Linked DNA regions of Mus musculus: region 1 is linked to region 2. A link is a contact called in public HiChIP or PLAC-seq data. All regions are on one chromosome and are shown on one strand. Each heading gives the region's core, a stretch centred on a gene start, on an enhancer-like site or on the middle of the called end of the contact. The rest is flanking DNA. Distances are from core to core; before and after follow the strand shown.

Evidence for each region. HiChIP or PLAC-seq counts read pairs in DNA pulled down with a chosen protein or histone mark.
Region 1: a contact with region 2 is called in an H3K27ac HiChIP or PLAC-seq map of trophoblast stem cells, with 13 read pairs. The contact joins the enhancer-like site here to the promoter of 1810062O18Rik in region 2. A contact is called at or near these places in 2 of 39 promoter capture datasets (neutrophils and pre-B cells) and 4 of 115 datasets of contacts at active chromatin or transcription factors (extraembryonic endoderm stem cells, memory CD8 T cells, pancreatic cancer cells and 1 more).

What each region holds. Positions count from the first base shown.
Region 1 is chr14:21,085,732-21,090,080 of GRCm38.p6, reverse strand. All of the region lies in intron 1 of Adk (adenosine kinase), which reads right to left. Among named protein-coding and RNA genes, the nearest start is that of Adk, 35 kb to the right of the region's middle. Within about 2 kb of position 2,575, at least 124 of the 459 cell types and tissues checked have an H3K27ac peak or open chromatin away from gene starts, as enhancers often do. A contact at or near this core is called in extraembryonic endoderm stem cells, pancreatic cancer cells and trophoblast stem cells, where this site is marked.
Region 2 is chr14:20,544,067-20,548,387 of GRCm38.p6, reverse strand. It overlaps 1810062O18Rik (RIKEN cDNA 1810062O18 gene), which reads right to left and starts at 2,095. Exons shown (of 6, transcript NR_033571.1): 1 at 2,044-2,095. Ppp3cb (protein phosphatase 3, catalytic subunit, beta isoform) reads left to right here and starts at 1,815. Exons shown (of 14, transcript NM_008914.3): 1 at 1,815-2,032. The coding sequence starts at 1,948.

The sequences.
Region 1 (4,349 bases), core at 1,326-3,825, 540 kb before region 2:
GGGTTTTATTAGGGGTTTGGTGGGCAAAATAGGCAGAGTTACAGGAGCAGAACATAAGTTAGTTCTTCCTGAAGCAAAGACTTGGTTGCAAGGTGAACATAACAAGGTAGTCATTGGTGGCCACATAACCCTATGAAACAAAGTTAAGTTTCAAAAGCAAGATGTGTAAACAACTTTTTAAAATAAAGGCATGGGGGCTGGTGAGATGGCTCAGCAGTTAAGAGCACTGACTGCTCTTCCAAAGGTCCCAGAGTTCAAACCCAGCAACCACATGGTGGCTCACAACCATCCATAACAAGATCTGACGCCCTCTTCTGGTGTGTCCGAAGACAACTACAGTGTACTTACATATAAAAAATAAATAAATCTTAAAATAAATAAATAAAAATAAAATAAAATAAAGGCAGGATTGCAATTCCTGGAACAGGCAGTTCAGAACATTTTGTAGTTAAGGCTACAGGGTGGGACATAACACAGTTCTCGAGAAACAGAGATTCAATCATAAACAGAAATGAACCTAGTTTGGCTTTACTATAAGATCATTTTTAAGCCTAAAATTGAGGTAGACTGGTTCTTCAAAAGTTTATTCTGGAGCCAAATTGGAGAGAGCATATCGGGAACATGGATTTAGGCTCCACCAAGTTCCATGTTCCAACATGGAAGCGAATGTCCGGACGTTTTTATAGTAATGGAACAAAGGCCACAAATCAAAAAAATCACTTTTGGGGGAGAGAGAGAGAGACTGTAGATAGGAGAAGATTAAGACAGGGTTTCTCTGTAGCTCTGGCTGACCTAGAACTCACTATGTAAACCAGACTGGGCTCAAACACAGAGATGTTCTCTGCCTCTACCTCTGGAGTGCTGGGATTAAAGGTGTATACCACCATGCCTAGCAATGATAGTTATTTTTAGAAATGGATAAACGACTACCCACACCTATAAGCCTACTGCTACTCTTGAGAGACAGAGGCAGGGGGATAAGGAGTGATAGGCCTTCTTCAGCTGCACAAGACTGGCAGAGATAAAGGTATTCTAAAGGGACACTAATGTCTCTCAATCTGACTCACACTATTGAAACAATGAACTCCAAAGAAATGGGAATTTCTCCAGGAATCTCATGCTGGGAGAAGGGAAGGAGCTAGATAAAGAAAGGATTTGTCTCCAGGAAAGATTTCACACAGCTCCACCAGCTTGTCAGACCACCTTCCAGGGTGAGAGCGGAAGAGCAGACACCTTGATTGTTACCACAGATGTGTACATTCCTGGCCGGCTATTTAAACTTTAATCTCTCTCCAGGATCCTGAAGACAGATTGAGGGCAGGGGCCCGAATCTCTGCCCCTCTTTCCAAGTAGCCACACTGAATAAATCTCCTCTTTCCTGCCTTCCATTTTAAGTCTGGCTATTTTTACAGGTTTTGAGACTGGGTGGCCAGACCAGTCAGTCCCCTTCCAGACTGTCTTTGACAACAGACTCTTCTGGGGAATAAATAGCAGAGTTTGTGGTTTTATGTATCAAACTGTTTCATCCAAATGTAGAAGAACATATGGAAGCTCATCTCACTAGATGCGATGGTGGAAGATGGTCAGGAAACCCTCCCACAGAAGGGCGGGCTCAATCACCTAGATGGCCTGAGTAATTCTAAAACACCTGGTGTATGAGGAAGGTAAAAGTTGGTCCCAAGAAGTTGGAATCTGAACATACATATTTCTTTAACATTTCGTTTTCTTCTTATTTACAGTGAGAGAGGGTGTGTGCACGGCCACATATGTTCAAGTGCCCTCCAAAGCCAGACAAGGGCTCCAGATCTCCCGGAGCTGGAGTCACAGAGCTTGGGTCAAGGAACTGCTCATCTGGGGATCAGTAAGGGCTCTTAACCTTTGCACCATCATCTCTCCAGCCCCGAAACATACATGTTTAGCGCAAAAAGAAATTACCAAAGGAGTAGAAGGTTGAAGATGCTAGACAGAAGAAAAGTGACGTGTGTCTAAAGCATTGCACTATTTCCTCACGAATGAATGGGGCCATTCGAGCAATTTCCTGACAGGGTCTGGCCTGACTGACAAAGCAACTACATAAGTGACCGTTTGTCTCAGTATCTTTTTTATACCTAACACTGAAATATTGACATGTTTGCCACATTTGTCTGCTTGAGACAGGGTCTTGTTGTGTAGTCTAGGCTGCTCTGTGATTCATGTCCAGGCATGGGCCACCCCACCCAGCTTATAAATGAATAATAATTTTCAGACTGCAAAACTGACTCATCCTTTTACAATTATAAGAGCTCCAAAGGAGAAGAAAATACATAACCAGCTATGGGAGAGTGGCTGAATGCAGGTAGGGCAGCTAGCTTCCTAGTGGTTTTACTTAAGGTCTTAGTAGATTTGTATCAACCTGACACTAGTTAGAATTATCTAGGAAGAAGAAACTCAATTGAGAAAACACCTGCAGGCAATTTGGTAGGCCATTTTCTTGATTAATGATTGATGTGAAAGGCCAGGGGGGTTGGAGTGCACCCTGAGCAAGCAGGCAGATCTAGGTTGTATATGAAAGCAAACTAAACAAGGCAGGAGGAGAGGGCCACTAAGCAGCATCGCTTCAGAGCCATGCTTGGGTTCCCCAGCGGCCTGCCCTGCCTGTGTTCTTGTGCTGCCTTCCTTTGACAATGGACTGGGATCTGGGCTGTACACAGAAATAAACCCTATCCTCTCCGAGTTGCTTTTACAGTTTTATCACAGGAATAGAGATCCCTCTCTGCCTCTCCCCAGTTTCATAGTGATTCTGAGAAGAAACAACCCTCACAGACTGAAGCCAGATGCCAGGCAGCCCCTGAGAGGTGAGAAATGTGCTGGTACACTATCAAAGCTCTATTTCGGAGAACTGCAATCATTTCAGCTAACTGACAGGTCCTTCAGAAGCTCAAGCCTTCCCGTGTTTGAGCTGATCCTGAGCTTGCCCTGTGCTCAGAGTTTCCCAAAGAGCATCTCAAATACAACCAGCTGCAACTGTTTAACATTCCAGCTGCTTGAAGCAGTTGGAACAAACAAGTTAACCAAAAACATAAAAGGGAAAGTGTAAGGAAAAAACATCCACAGAGGGAACCTCCAGAATGTTCCTAAAATTGCAGTGGCCAAGCTTAAGGAAGACAAGGGAAGGCCCGAAGCACCCATATCTGCCTGGGCAGAAGACCGCACAAGCACAAACGACAGCTTTACTGCTGTAAGCTCTGGCTGCGTGTTTAGGATGTGCCTCGACAGGCACAGTATCTCTAAGCAGACTGGGAAACAGTAGCAAGTATAACAGGAATGTGAAAAACTGGATCCTCAGACATTGTTGGAAATGTAAAATGATGCAGCCACATTGGTAAACAGGGATGAAGTTTCTAAAGAAGGAAGAAGAGACAGAGAAGGAAGGAGACAGAAAAATGGGGGCTTTTACCTCAAAGGAACAAAAAACATGGTTTGTTCTGAAGCCAAATGTGAGTGATTATACCCAGAAATAGTTTACCAAATGCCATGTTCCAATAATGTAACAGTTTAATAAAGTTTTATAGTAACACAAGAAAATCATAAATCAAGACCCTTTCTGAATACATTGGTAGAAATATTAGAAAAGCTGGGAAATCAAACTATGGACTTCAGATGTTATCTGCAGGGGTCTGTCTGTACATTCCAAAAGATTTACCTAACGGTCACAAAGATATTAGGTCACACGGAGAGGAAGGTAATAAATGGTTATTAAGTGTGTTAAAGATAGCCCAAGATAATTTGGCTTGGCAACATTCCATCATTTCCACATCATTAAAGTTCTAATGAGTCAGTCAGCCTTTGTTGTCAGCTTCTATCCAGGAATTTTTGTTCACAAAATAACATAAAATTATCCTATGAAGCTGCATCCTTCCCTAAGAGAAACAAACATATGGCAACACAAAACTTACACATGGGTGCTCACAGTACTACTATTCACAACAGCCAGACTGAAAATAACCCATAGAGCTGGCTTAACAAAATAACCTACACATCAAAACGTATTCAACCATGAGAAGAAATGAGATACTGATAAGCTGATATGACATGGATGAACTTTAAAAACATTTTACTCGGGGGCTGGAGAGATGGCTCAGCAGCTAAAAGCACTGACTGCTCTTCTGAAGTTCAAATCCCAGCAACCACATGGTGGCTCACAACCAACTGTGATGAGATCTGGCGCCCTGCCCTCTTCTGGTGTGTCTGAAGACAGCTACAGTGTACTTATGTATAATAATAAATAAATCTTTTTTAAAAATTACATGATTGTGCTCATGACACAACAGAATAAAAATTCACAGAGGTGTCAGGCTGTGGCAGCACAC
Region 2 (4,321 bases), core at 846-3,345:
CCTTTGCTCTTCCTATTGCCTTGCTCCCTTTCCTTTCCCCTTAAGAGTCAGAATATCTCTGTGATAATGAGAGCTATCTTCACCCATGACACACTCCCAACAGTCTCTTTCCTTTGAAAAGTATTTTGTAGTGGCTGGAGAGATGATTCAATGGTTAAGAGAACAAGCTGTTCATGTATTGGACCCAGGTTCAGTTTTCAGTACCACATAGTGGTTCACAATATTTGGTAGCTCTAGTTCCAGGGAATATAATCTACTCTTCTGCCCTCTATGGAGACTGAACACATGTGGTGCACAGACATTCATGCAGGTAAAACACATAAACACACAAAAGAAAATAATTTGGAAGGTTCCCTTTGCAAAGAATGTCTATTGGGTTTTCCCTCCTTATTTATTCCAGATCTTGATCTTACTGATGAACACAAAGAAACAACAGATGCTGAGAACGTTGCCCTCCTAATCACTGAGGACAGATTCTGAGAACTTGTGTTACTGAGTAATAAGATACAGAGGGCTTTCTTGTTTCATCCTATTTGGATGCTATAACATAGAGACATGGGCCTTAGTAGATATGTTGGCCCCTGAACCATTCAACACTGCTCGTGTCATACACACAATTCTATCTTTTTGGAAGAAGTGTAATGACTGTGCATATGTATGAGGAGGACACATGAAGGCTAGAGTAAGCTGTACTAGTCAGTTCTCTTTTAATACCTTGTGTGCCCTGTGGTTCCATTACTGGGTTTGGTGGCCTATGCCTTCAGCATCTGAGCATCTTATTAATAACTGTTAAGGACCACCTGTACTTGTTTCTTGACCTCTTGGATGCTGGTCAACTTGGATCTGTTTCTGCAAGTTGCCCAAATTCAAATTCCGAGTATGTACAAAGATAAGGAACTAATTTCCTATTTTCTACCTACTTAGTCTCTGCTTTCCATTTTTTTCTATTTCATTTCTTTATTTACAAGTTTTAGTAGATGTCAGACTAGAAGGAGTCTAATTCCTTCTTTCCATTGTCTCCTTCGGCCATGGGGATTAGTCCTAAGGAACTTAAATCACAGTCCTTGGCTGCAAGCACCTTTATCCATTGAACCATCTCTCTGCCTTCAAATTTATTTGCTCAGTGAATTACGAGAGAGGCAATGGCTTTCCAGGGGAATCTTACAGGTTCTCAGGACACCTCTTGGTGTCATTCCCTACTTCCCTTGATCCATTTTGGTTCTTAAATCGTGGTGCTTAGACTTTTCCAGCTGAATTTATGTGCCTTTGGACTTTTCCAAACTCTCAAAGCAAGAGTTCGAATTCTATGCAACTCTCTAGGGCCCCGTTTTGTTGAGACAGTCTCACTTTGTTGCCCTGAGTGGTTAGACCTAGCTAGACTTGAACTTACAGAGTTCTGCCTTCCCCTGCCTCCTGAGGTCTGGTATTAAAGGGAAAATTTCATTTTAAATGATAATGCCACTCTATAGATTCCCTGATGCTTCTTTCATTTTTCTCTCTGGCCATAGTATTATCACTTAGATTTTGTAGATAAATTGTCATATATTTGTCTAGGCCTGGGAAATTCTGAGATCAAATTACACCTCTTCATTTTCCTGGGCTCCAAAGCGGCCAAAAAACCGTCCTTTTTTCCCCTTGCATTTTATCAACAGCCCCTCAGTTTAATCTGCAACCTCTCTTTACTGGTTTGTCTTTCTGCATGTACGGAATTTTCACCTGATCCCTTGGACTGTTTCCGTTTCTGTAGTAGCCTCGGTAATTTTGCTCAAGTCCCTGGAGCTTGTCCCGCCCCCGCCCCTGCACGCGCGATGCATGACGGTCTTAGCCCCTCTGAAGGGAAAGAGGGTCCGCCATGTTCCCCGGCGGCGCCGCCGCTTGGCTCTGGTAGCCGCCGCCCCCGCCCCCAACCCCGCCCGTCCCGGCACCTAGCCGAGCCCCGGGCCCAGCATGGCCGCCCCGGAGCCGGCCCGGGCCGCGCCGCCCCCGCCCCCGCCCCCACCGCCCCCTCTCGGGGCCGACCGCGTCGTCAAAGGTGAGAGGTACCCGAAGCCTGGGGGCCTGGCGTGAGGCGCGGTGTGAGGGCGGGCGGGAGTCCGTCCCCTCAGGAGCGGGCCTGGCGGGGCGGGCGAGTGACTGGCTGCCTCCCTTGGGGAGTGGCCCCTGGGCGGGTCCCCGCTGGGCCGGGCCGAGGCGTAGGCTGCTCCTCGGTCTCCCGCTCGCCCTGCAGGCCCGGGCGGGCGTCGTGCGCGGGCTGTCGCTAACGCGGGCTCAGGGCCGTCCGCCGCAGTGAGCCCCTTTCTTTCCTGCTTTGCCTGTGGTCGGCGCGGCGCCCGCGTTAAGAGCTTCCGGCTCCTCGACAGCTGCACTCCCGGCTTGCCCGGGCGCACCGAGGGGCCCCGGAACCCCTTAGCCGCACGCCGTTGGACTCGCCCGCGTTCTGGCCCACGCCTGCTCCCGGGTGACAACGCCTAGCTAGCGCCAGCCGCAGGGGGTTTGCGCTCGGCCCTCAGATGCCACCCCGCGCGGAAATCGGGAAAACCGTATGGGACTGGACCAGGATGAAGGATCCCGGGGTGACCTAGGAACCCAGACGTAGCTGCGGGGCAGGGGAAAAAGCCATCTTACAAAGAGGAGGCAAAAAAGTCCCATGTATAGGAAGTGGTACACTTAACAGAAAGGGTTTTACAAGCCGCCTCTAAACACACGACTTACTCTTTAGAAGGAAAAGTGAAATTCTTCTGAGCCAGGGAGGACGTGTGTGTACAGATAAACAGATTTATTTAAATTAAATTGAGAGGCAGTTGAAAGTTCCTTAAAAGTCCAGGCTCTCAGAGAGAGCCCATCTACCACACTAATACTATGGATTAAGAATATTAAGAACTGAAATTATTTTTCTTTATTTTGCAGTCAATAAGCAGAAATCGTAAAATGAAGATTTCGTCATTTAGATTATGCTCATTTTTAAAGTTATTTTAATTTTCAAATTCAGTGTCTCAAGTATAGACTGGCACAGTGTTTAAATACTGCTAGCTTTGCTTTGAATTGTGACCATGGTTTGCCATTAAAATATTTTAAAACAAACCCTTTTCTCGTGTGTGTGTGTGTGTGTGTATGTATGTATGTATGTATGTGTGCTGGTTTTTCGAGATAGGGCTTTTTTGCGTAGTCTTAGCCAGGAACTTGGAAAGTAGGCTGGTCTGGAACTCAGAGATATGCCTGCCTCTGCTTCTTAAGAGCCCAATCAAAGGTGTACGCCACCACTGCCCACCTGTGTTTTTTCTGTTTTCAATCTGCACTTTAGGTTCTTAAAGCATGACATATGTGGTTGGGTTAAGCATTAGAATGAACTAAATAGGACTGGAGTAAGAGCGGGTAAGAGCACTGACTGCTCTTCCAGAAGTCTGAGTTCAGTTCCTAGCAGCCACATGGTAGCTCACAACCATCTGTCATGGGATCTGATGCCTCTTCTGGTGTGTCTGGAGACAGTGACAGTGTACTCATATACATTAAATAAATTTTAAAAAAAGAATGAATAGGTTTTTTTCTCAAAGATTTATTTTATTATTATAAATAAGTAGACTGTTGCTGACTTCAGACGTACCAGAAGAGGGTGTCAGATCTCATTTCAGATGGTTGTGAGCCACCATGTGTTTGCTGGGATTTGAACTCAGGACCTCTGGAAGATCAGTCAGTGCTCTTACTCGCTGAGCTATCTCACCAGCCCCTAGAATGAATAGTTTATGAGCTTCTTTTTCTGGGATTTTTTTTTTTCTTGAAGGATAGAAGATCAGGCATTGATCCTATTAATTTCTGTAATTGTATAGGTGGGGGTTGAAACAGGCCATTGCCTGCTTCTTCATTTTCTTAACTATATTTCCTGTGTGCTTATTTTTCTGGATACTTTTCACCAGAATAATAGCTGACGTAACTAGTCACATTCCCAAATCATGTATTTATGTTGTCCTTTTGTGAATCTTGTTCCTTGTCATTTATGTAGCAATCTTTTTCTCATACTGCTTTAATGAAGGAAAAACGAGTTGCAAGCAGAAGGCAGATTCTTTAGGGGTGAGTTGTGAGTCTAATACATAGCCATTTACAGTTTATTGTTTTGAAATGAAAACCATTTTCTTAGTAGGAAAGGAGCTTGTTTGGGAAATTTCAGTTATAAACGTATGGTTAATGCATGTTGTGTATTAGTTGTATCTTCTTCATGGTGACAACTTTCATTTCTATGTGGAATGTATTAGAATTCCTGATACTGTGGTCACATGCCTTTAATCCCACCACACTGGAGGCAGAGGCAGGAAGTTGCTGTTAATTT